Linked DNA regions of Podarcis muralis: region 1 is linked to region 2. The links are chromatin contacts, called in public Hi-C maps. All regions are on one chromosome and are shown on one strand. Each heading gives the region's core, a stretch centred on a gene start, on an enhancer-like site or on the middle of the called end of the contact. The rest is flanking DNA. Distances are from core to core; before and after follow the strand shown. Region 1 holds the start of SNIP1 (Smad nuclear interacting protein 1). Region 2 holds the start of YRDC (yrdC N6-threonylcarbamoyltransferase domain containing).

Evidence for each region. A called contact is a pair of places that touch in the nucleus more often than the background predicts.
Region 1: a contact with region 2 is called in a Hi-C map of blood, with 5 times the contacts expected there. The contact joins the promoter of SNIP1 here to the promoter of YRDC in region 2. A contact is called at or near these places in 2 of 3 Hi-C or Micro-C datasets (blood and tail).

What each region holds. Positions count from the first base shown.
Region 1 is chr7:57,465,675-57,470,072 of rPodMur119.hap1.1, forward strand. It overlaps SNIP1 (Smad nuclear interacting protein 1), which reads left to right and starts at 2,148. Exons shown (of 4, transcript XM_028739219.2): 1 at 2,148-2,464; 2 at 3,517-3,619; 3 at 3,939-4,398. The coding sequence starts at 2,385. DNALI1 (dynein axonemal light intermediate chain 1) reads right to left here and starts at 1,317. Exons shown (of 6, transcript XM_028716366.2): 1 at 1,097-1,317; 2 at 838-974. The coding sequence starts at 1,177.
Region 2 is chr7:57,285,915-57,290,955 of rPodMur119.hap1.1, forward strand. It overlaps YRDC (yrdC N6-threonylcarbamoyltransferase domain containing), which reads left to right and starts at 2,623. Exons shown (of 5, transcript XM_028739231.2): 1 at 2,623-3,229; 2 at 3,603-3,717; 3 at 4,578-4,697; 4 at 4,950-5,041. The coding sequence starts at 2,841. MTF1 (metal regulatory transcription factor 1) reads left to right here. Exons shown (of 11, transcript XM_028739233.2): 11 at 1-1,385.

The DNA of each region.
Region 1 (4,398 bases), core at 898-3,397, 180 kb after region 2:
GGTGGGGGGGCAGCTGACCCCTTAAATCAATAAAAATACTTAACTGAGCTCCCCCCAACACAAAGCCTTCCCCCCTAATTGAAATCCTGGCTATGCCCATGGAGGAGGGGGAATTAAAGGGGGCACGGGGGAGGGGTTTATAATCCACATTAAGATGAGGTATGGATGGCCCCATGTCCAAGGGCATTAAGAACACTGTAGCCTCCACTTGAGCTGCTTGGATCTGAGTGCACTGTGAGTAGATCTGTAACTGCAGGATGGCGCCGCAGCTCAGTACAGTGGTACCTCTGGTTGCGAACGGGATCCGTTCTGGAGGCCCGTTCACAACATGAAAAGAATGCAACCCGCAGTGGTGCGTTTCAATCCACCGCTTCTGCGCATGACATCATTTTGTGCTTCTGCGCATGGGGCGAAACCTGGAAGTAACCCTTTCCGGTACTTCCGGTTTGCCGCAGGACGTAACCTGAAAGAACATAACATGAAGCGGACGTTACATGTATGACTGTATTTGGGGTGGGTGTGGATGTTTATAACCCTCTAAAGCTGCCAGTTCAGCATGCATCTGCAGAACAAAGTTTTATTTGCTGTTGCCACTATAGAGAAGAGGCAGGCTTCTTCTCGCGCAGAGCGAGGCAGCTGGGCAGTAGGTGCTTGTCATGTCTGGAATGAACTGGAACCCCCCCCCCCCAACAAAGAATAGAGCTTCCTTGCTGGCCTCTACTGTGGTGGGGAGCCCTCCAGGACTGGTAGCTCAGCTGCCCCTACGGCCCCAGCAGGAGGAGGGGACTCGGGATGCCCCTGCCCAGGAGCCACTTGGTTTCAGAGCCTGCATCTCACCTGGGGGGCAGGATGGCATTGAGGATCTCCTCGGGCTGCTTGGTGGCGTCTACAGTGGGCGGCGGGGTCTTGCCCTTCGGCGTCGGGACGGGCCCCGGCGGAGGCCCCACCTGCGGGCTCGCCTTCAGCGGACGCGCCTGCGGAGGAGGAGGAGGAGGAGAAGACGGAGACAGAGGCAAGTGGAGCGGGGCTGGCTGGGGTGAGCGGAGGGGCTCCGTGCACGGAGCTCAGACCCAGCCCCCATCCCCCCGGGACGTACCTTGGGCGAACGCTTATCGGTGTTGCGGCTGACCAGCACCGGCGTCTCATAGCGGAGCAGGGAGTCCGCGGGCGGGATCATGATGGCGGCGGGGGCGGCGGCGGCGGCTCCTCTCCTGCTCCGGGCGGGCCCGGCTTTCGCCCCGGGACCTGTTGTGCTAAGGTTGGCATAGCGACGGCGACCGGGCTCGGACAGGAAGCCCAGTCACATGACACGCTCCAGCCCGCGCCTGCGCAGAAAAGCACCGCGGCCGCCCCATCTACAACACTGCAGCCTAGAGACACGCAGGAGCCGAAAGGGTTCGTGAGAGTAGCGCCGCCTGCGCCGACTTCCGGGTACCGTGGACCGCTGCCCTGTTCCTCCCGAGAGCTGCCTGGAGGAAACTTCGGAGGCAAGCAGAGAAGAGCCGCTCCCGGCTAAGCACGGGGTTGTTCTTGCTTGAATCCTTCTTAACATACTCCAGTGCGGGTATTCTTGCTATTTTGCTTTGCACACGAAAACTGTCCTGCAAAGCAGCTTCCCTGAGGCTGGGACTAGAAGAGAGGAGAAAGGGAGAGAGAGGAGCGGAGCGATCACCTGCTCAGGATGAGCCTGTCCTTGTTTTCAACCCCCGCCCCCGACTGTCCCTGCCCGTCATGGAAAGCGCCTGGAGGTCTGTGAGCTTAGTTAGGCGCGGCTGGCGAGCACAAGCGACGGGGCATTCTACGTGGTGGCCCCGCAGTCGCGAGCCTCACTTCTGGGTCACGTCTAGAGCTGTTTCGGAAAGGATTGAGGAGCATCTCCTTTCCCCCAGTGATAAATTCCGTATTTATCGCACCTCCCTCCGTCTGCAGCGCTTCAGCGCTTCACACACGGCTTTGGGGGGGGGGGAGCTTCCTGCTCGCGCGCGCTCTCTCTCTCTCTCTCGTTTGTTATGAAAAAGCAATAAATGAACCCATTCAGTGAAGACCAAATTTGGCCTTCCACCTGCTTTGGGACTACAATTCCCATCATCCCTGACCACTGGTCCTGTTAGCTAGGGATGATGGGAGCTGTAGTCCCAAAACAGCTGGAGGGCCAAGTTTGGCCATCACTGCATGGCTAAGTAAATGTCTTATCAGTGGCCACCAGGGGGCGTCTGACCGCGACTAGTCCTCCAGACAACTCCGTCCACAGGGCAAGCCATAGAGCGCACAGTAAGTAGAGCGGCATCGAGCCTGGCTGGGAAGTGTTTCTCGATAGTGACACCGGCGACGACCTGGAAGCGGAAGCGGGAGGAAAAGAAGAAGGAGAAGAGGCCGGCGGTGTTATGGAGGAGCCGCAGCGTCGGCGGAAGCGGAGCCCGCGCGGAAGCCACTCGCCGCCGCCGGGGAACTCGGGGGCCGGCAGGTGATGATGCCCGGGGGTGGCGGGAATGGGCTCAGAAGCTCCCGTATCTTGTGAGGGGAAGGGGCCCGGCCCAGCGCCGCCTCCCCCTCCACTGGGAAGTGGGGGGTGGGGCGAGGCCGTGGGCCGACTCGCTTTATTTGCCCTTTGCCTTATAAAAAGGAGCCTTGAAGAACCGAGAGTCGGTATGCTGTACTGGTTAAGAGCGTCGGACTAGGACATGGGAGAGACCGGGGTTCAAACCCCCGCTCGGCCATGAAGCTCCCTGGGTGACCTTTGGGACCAGCCACTGCCTTCTCTCAACCTAAGTTGCCCCACAGGGTAGCTGGCACCATGTTTGCCACCTTGAGCTCCATGCCTTAAAAAGGTGGGATATGAAGACAACGAATAATACAATGGTCTCCTGGCAACTTTTTCCTATTCAAGTCTGGCTTGACTGGCTTTGCAAGAAGGTGAGGTAGGGCAGAATGACAATTATGGGAAATGTGGGTTAAGTGCTTCTGTAGTGGCATTGGGCTTTGATTAGATAACTCACACATTGGGGAAACTGAGTTTCACCTGTTGACTGTGAGAGTTGTGCTACACATACTAGCCTTTGCCGGCGTGGTGCCCTCCAGATGTTTTGCACTGCAACTCCCAGCAAGTACAGTATGCCCCCTCAACTGTGAAGGTCTCCTTATCCCACTGGCCTTCACCTCAGATCTTGGTTAAGCATAGGAGGAATTGCAGACAGTGGAAAGATACAGGAAGCCCTCACAGCCCCCAGTCTTTGTGTCACCTGCTGTCTCTTTAAATAGTTGTTGGCTTTATTTGCTGTTTTGTTATGCTTCCTGGTTGCGTTTTTATCTTCTGTACTTTGTTGATTTAACTTTTATTTAAGCTGCCTTGTATGATTCTGCAAATGTCGGGTATATATTCCTTATTGATGCCCCACTCTCACCTCTGAATTGCTGTATACCAGACCACAGTGGATCAAGTGTGTTGACTTGCATGTGCCTTTTTTTTTTTGCTGATGGGAATTCATGTGCTTAACCTTGGTTTCATATCTTTAAAAGGTCACAGTCAAAAAGAAAAAACAAGTCCTCAAACAAAAAAAGCAAATCCCCCCGAGAGAAAAGAAGCCGAAGTCCGCATCATGTGATACCTAAAGTAAAGCAGGTAACTGGGCATACCAGATAAAATTGACAGAAGCTTTGTATTGTATTGCACACTTGGGATTAAAGCAAGTATGGACAACTTGAGGAAACAAAAGTTACTGGTATAAAAAAAAAAGCTAAACAAACACTAGCACTGCCATTAGATTGTGCAATTGCTTAATTTTTCCAAGCAGACCTTGTAGTGTGGCTATTAAATTCAGCATGCTGGGATAACAGTTTTACAGTTTTAGAAAATATATGAAAAGCTGAAACCATTTTACTTATTTATACTCATGAACAGAACTTTTTAAAACTTGCCTTTTGCTATTGCCCTAATGTAGGAGCGAGATGAACGCTCCCAGAGGGAGCATGAGGAGCGTCCACATCGAGACCACTCTGAGCCAGGCCACAGGCGGGAAAGAAGCAATGACCGAGACAGACATCGGGACCATTCTGGCCGAAGGAAGCCCCACCGGGATCAGCCTGGGGGCCACGAAAGGGAGAGGGATGGTCATCGCTTCCAGGTTCAGCAGGCACAGAGGGAATTATATAATGAGCAACGACGGGAGCGCCGGGAGCAGGCAGAAGCCAGCGGTGACGAAGAGAATCCAGGGGCAGAGGGGTCACACAGCACAGACAAAGAGCCAGGGAATAAAGAGAAACCGAGCTTTGAACTGTCTGGTGCACTTCTGGAGGATTCCAATACGTTCCGTGGTGTTGTGATCAAATACAGCGAGCCCCCGGAAGCACGGATCCCCAAGAAGCGGTGGCGTTTGTATCCTTTCAAGAACGACGAAGTTC
Region 2 (5,041 bases), core at 1,373-3,872:
GGTGCTAACGAGAGAACCTACTCTCGAGAAATAAGAGACACAGAAGGAGGCAGCTGCATTGCCTACTAGCTACCCTCTGCAAAACCACAAAAGGAAAAGCTTATTCTTTTTAACATTACACACTCTGGATTTTTCTTTTTGTTTATCAGAGTATTATTTCTCCTTTATGTCTTTAGAAATTGTGTCTCCAGTTTTGGGTTTTTGTTGTTTAAATAAGCATCCCGTGTAGCTGGGTTGAGGGCTGACCTTTCAGCTTTTTCCATCTTACATTGTTTCATTTGGAGGTTTGGACTCTGGTTCTGCACTGAGAAATGCCAAGGAAACTGGATATTTATGTAGGGTGTGTGTGTGTGTGTGTGTGTGTGTGTCTGTCTGTCTGTTTGTGGAAACGGTGTGTAGCCCACACTGTCTTCTTAGTCGTATGCATGCTGGCCAAAAATGGTTTCTATGCAGTGGACACTTTCAAGGAAATGCAGTTTCTACTTTCCTTAACAAATGAGTGTTTTGGCTTTTTGTTCCCCTCATATGAACTTCACTGGTAAAGCCCAGGGAGATATTTTAATTTTTCTTCTTCTGCAATCTGTTCATAGAAATGGCTCATTCCTTTGCTCTGCAGTGTTGTGTCTTTCCAAATGCTCTTTTTTGTGGGGAAATGGGAAGGAGCTGCCATTCATTCTGGCAGAGACAGAAGTTAAGGTTCCTGGGGTACCTGAGAGAGGGTTTAGGCTGCCTCTTTCCCAGTCACTGCGGGTAGGGAGATGTGACCATCTGTTAACACTGCATGTGTGAGATAGAGGTGGGGGGAGGAGAGAAAAACCTTGCACAAGGGGGAATTTTAATCCCCTTTCCCATAACTGCCACCTTCCCACATGGTGTGTGGGCTTGTGCCCTAGAGTGGTGTAATTGGAGGCCCCCAAAGGCTCTCGGGTAACTTTTGCAAAGTGCCTTTCTGGGTCTCCCCTCCTAGCCCGGATTTCCTCCACAACAACACATGGCATTGCTATGGCTCCATTCCAGAGCTATGCAAGGAGTGAAGCGGAGATCATTTGAAGTTGCCAGTTTCTCTCAGGAGTATGTGTTTTGTGTTTAAACAAATTTAATTTAACTGAAACATGGGAACAAATGTCCTTGCATTGAGTGATGTGAAGATGTTAGTTACAGGTACAGTACTTCCAAAGGAAGAGCCTCTCCAAAACCCCAGAAGCATAAACATGAATTTGTATTTTTGAAGAATGTAAAATGTGAAATAACCGTGTTTGCTTAACTGCTCCATTTTGTATAAAATTAATATTGTACTTTGAAATACCTGCAAGGAAGTGGAAATTAATTTTTTAATTGAAAGCAATATTAATACCACTGGGATCCTAATTAAATGCTTATTTAAATCTGGTGCTTTTGGAGGAATTATTTCTGGAGGTGATGGGAATTATTTTCAACAGGTTTTAGCTTAGTGACAGAGCACACACTTTGTATGCAGAAGGTCCCTGGTATTCCCCGAGATTCTGAAGGTTTCCCCGAGATTCTGAAGACCTACTTAGACAATATTGAGCTAAATGGACCAAAGGTATGAATTGGGATAATGCAGCTGCTTGTTTTCAATGTACTGGAGAAGACAAGAATGCAGTGCTCCAGTCTGCCTGAGCTGAAGTTTAGGAGGAAGTGGTAGCTGGAGATTTAATCCAATAATTACGTAGCTGACCCAAGACCCAGAAGAGTGACATTGCCCCAAGTGTGGTATTCCATCTTTAGTTTGTGGACAGGGTTAGTGCATCCACAATGCCCCATGCCCTGGCAAGCTGCTGACTGGGCTACTGTAATGCATTGTAGAGGGCTTCTCCCACAGGCACCTGACTGGCAATTGTGGGAAGATGATGCTGGACTAGATGGGCTCTTAATTTTCACTGTGTGTCCAGCGAGGGAAAACCTGATCAGTCGATGAGACAGGGTTGAGCCTTCTCTGTGGTGGCGCCCCATTGAGAGAATGCTGCCTCTCCCTCCTGGTTGACTAGTGCTGAGGAGGAACCTGGGGCTCGGTTGCTGCTTGTTTATGGTGCTTGGCTGCTCTCTCCTTTGGACACTTCTAATTATATTAATAACTTTGTATTAATATTAATAATATTAATAATAGTACTTATATTCTTAGCACCTATTAATAATAATAGTTAATAATCACAACTGCAAATGTTGGGGTGTTAGGCTGCGACCAAGCATCCTCCACCTTTTATTCATAGCAACTATTATGTTACTAATTACAACGGCCGCTTGCGGCGCGTGTGTGTCTCAGACGGTTCCACGTCTCCTCCTCCCCCCCCCCCCCCGTCCAGGATGGCGCGTGTGGGGAGGGGTCGTGCCTCCGCCGCCCCCCAACCCAGTCCAGTTCTCGGAGCTCCCCCCGGCTAGCAGGAGAAGAAAGCAACTGCGCAGCCGCAGAGTGGCGAGCCCCTTAGCACGCCTCGGGCAACGGGACACATAGGCGGAGTCGGCCCCCTGGGAAAGCCAAGGCGAGGTCAGTCTACCACTTCACATGTCTATGGTCTGCAATTGGCGTCCGGGGGCTCCCGCAGAGCCTAAACTTCCTGTAAGGAGCGGAAGCAGTACTTGCCCGGGACTCTCTAGGGCTATCGCCTCTCTCGGCTTTGTCCTGGGCGGCGCCGCCACTCCTTCCGCCCCAATAGCCGGCGCCGGGCAGAAGTTGCGTCATGGCAGCGGCTTGCGGCACAGGAAGTGTCCCCGTGCGAGGCGCGGATGTAGGGGATCGGCGAAGCGTAGAGCGTCGTAGTGTTCGCTTGACTGGCTGAGCCGCTGGCCGGAGAGGGGCTCCTTCGCCTTTCCTTCTGCGCATGTACAGAGCGCCTCTGCTGCTCGGTCTGAGGCTCCGGCGTTGCTGGCGCTGCTCCTTCTCCTCGTCCTTCCCGGTCAGACCTTGGCGCGGCGGCGGGGCTGGTGCTTCTGAGGAGGGCGCACCTTCCGCTCCTGGACTGCCGGCCATGGCGAGGGTCCCCCTGCCGATACCTCTGCCGGCTTCCGGGCCGGACCGTCAGTCGGCGCTGTTGGCGGCGGCGTCCGCGCTGCGCGAGGGCGGCCTGGTGGCGCTGCCCACCGACACGGTCTACGGCGTGGCCTGCCTGGCCCAGGACTCGCGGGCGCTGGGAGCCGTTTACCGCCTGAAGGGCCGCGCCGCCAGTAAGCCCCTCGCTATCTGCCTCGCCGACGTCGAGCACGTCTACAGGTGCGGCGGGGTCGGCGAAGGAGGTGGGGGTCTTGCAATGGGGGGGGGGTGGCCCTCCCTCCGCCTCTCCTCATCCTTCGGCGAAGCAGGGAGTCGGTGGATAGGGCCCCCGGCCGCTTCTGCCCTTTCCAGGACGGCAGAAACCCAGCAAGCCTTTGGCATTGAGGTGTATCAGCTGATTAATCCTTTTATTTCCAGTGGCCTTTGAAGTTAAAAAACACAGGCGCTGATTTTATTTCCTTCAGAGTAAATAACGAGCGCCTCCAGTCAAGTATTAGTCTGATAGCCCACCCCTTTGTTTTGCTGCTTGCCTTTGGCTGCGTGACAGAGGATGGGCTCACCTTGTGCATACTTTCTCCTTCCCCTTTTGTAGGTACTGTAACGTTTGCGTGCCTGACAAGCTGCTGCAGGAACTCCTTCCTGGGCCAGTGACGCTGGTCCTGGAGCGCTCAGACACCCTCAACAAAGACTTGAACCCCTTCACCCCAGTGAGTCTTGGCTAGCAAGTTCTATAGAGACCCTTTTACCTTTTGGAGAGCTCCCAGTTTCCCAATAGGATGTTTACCAGTTGGGTGTTGGGTGTGCTCTTAGGTTGACATCAGAGTGGACCTTCCTCCATTCCAGGCTAAAAGGCAAATCTGATTGATTGGGAATATTAGTGGAGATTTTAATTTTCCTCGGGATTATTTTTTTAAAAGCTATTGCCGGACTACAAGTCTCAAGCTAAGCATGGCTACTTCTTTTCCTGTTTTAGTTTCACTTAGTTATGTGGCCTGGGAGGGGTGGCTGCATTCTGAGATGGGTGGGATAAAGGTGCAACAGATTCCTACTTCCTGTCCTATTCAAATGAGCAGGGGTGTATGTGGGTTGTTCTCACAGTGCAGAGTGGGGAAATCTCCATACCAACCTGCCCACAAGATCTGCTAGGGATGCTCTTCATGACCTGGCGGTAGTAGTGGAGGCCTGACTACTTAGGATTTTCTCTGTGTCTGTGCATTAGGAAATTTGTTGATCCCCCTTTCTGTTGCCTAGCCTTTTTATATTCTTATTCCAGCAGGCATTTAATTTAGTGTGTTAAGGGATTTCCTGTGTTTTGGTAGATGAACTTATTTGCTACACCTGCCCTCTTAGGGTTTTTTTTTACTGAATTTAACTTGTGTTGGACTGTAAGCTATCCTGAACGCTGTTGTGCAGTGGAAAGTGGGGCATATACTGTATATGTATGCATGCTTTCATATACATGCATGTATAAATATCCTGCCTTTTAAAACTATATATACATAAAAGCTAAAAGTAAGTAGTGGTACTCATTCATCTCTTCCTCTCCCCCACCCCGCTTTTGTCACAGTTAGTTGGTGTCCGCATCCCCAGTCACTGGTTCATCAGGGAGCTGGCCAGGGAGTGTGCTGGCCCTCTGGCCTTAACAAGCGCAAACATCAGTCAGGGGGCGAGCTCCCTCACAGTCACGGTAAGGGCTGCTTGAAACCTGTAGGACGGGATGATAATGGAAGCCTGGGTGGCTCTCCAAGTCCCCAGGGAAGGGCATTATGTTCCATTTTGTTTTAATTGGCTTGCTCCTCTCAGAGGGTAAAGCCACTGTGTGTTTAAGCAGGAGCTTATGGTACCCTTTTCTCTGTGGTTGTTGGCTATTAGCATCTGGTGGTGCACACTGGCTCAGGAGCCTGCTGAGCTCTTATGCTCTTCTTCTTTTATATTTCAGGAGTTCCAAGAGCTCTGGCCTCACCTGTCACTTGTAATTGATGGGGGCCCCACTGGGGACATCCATAGACCAGAGTCCCGTCTAGGCTCTAC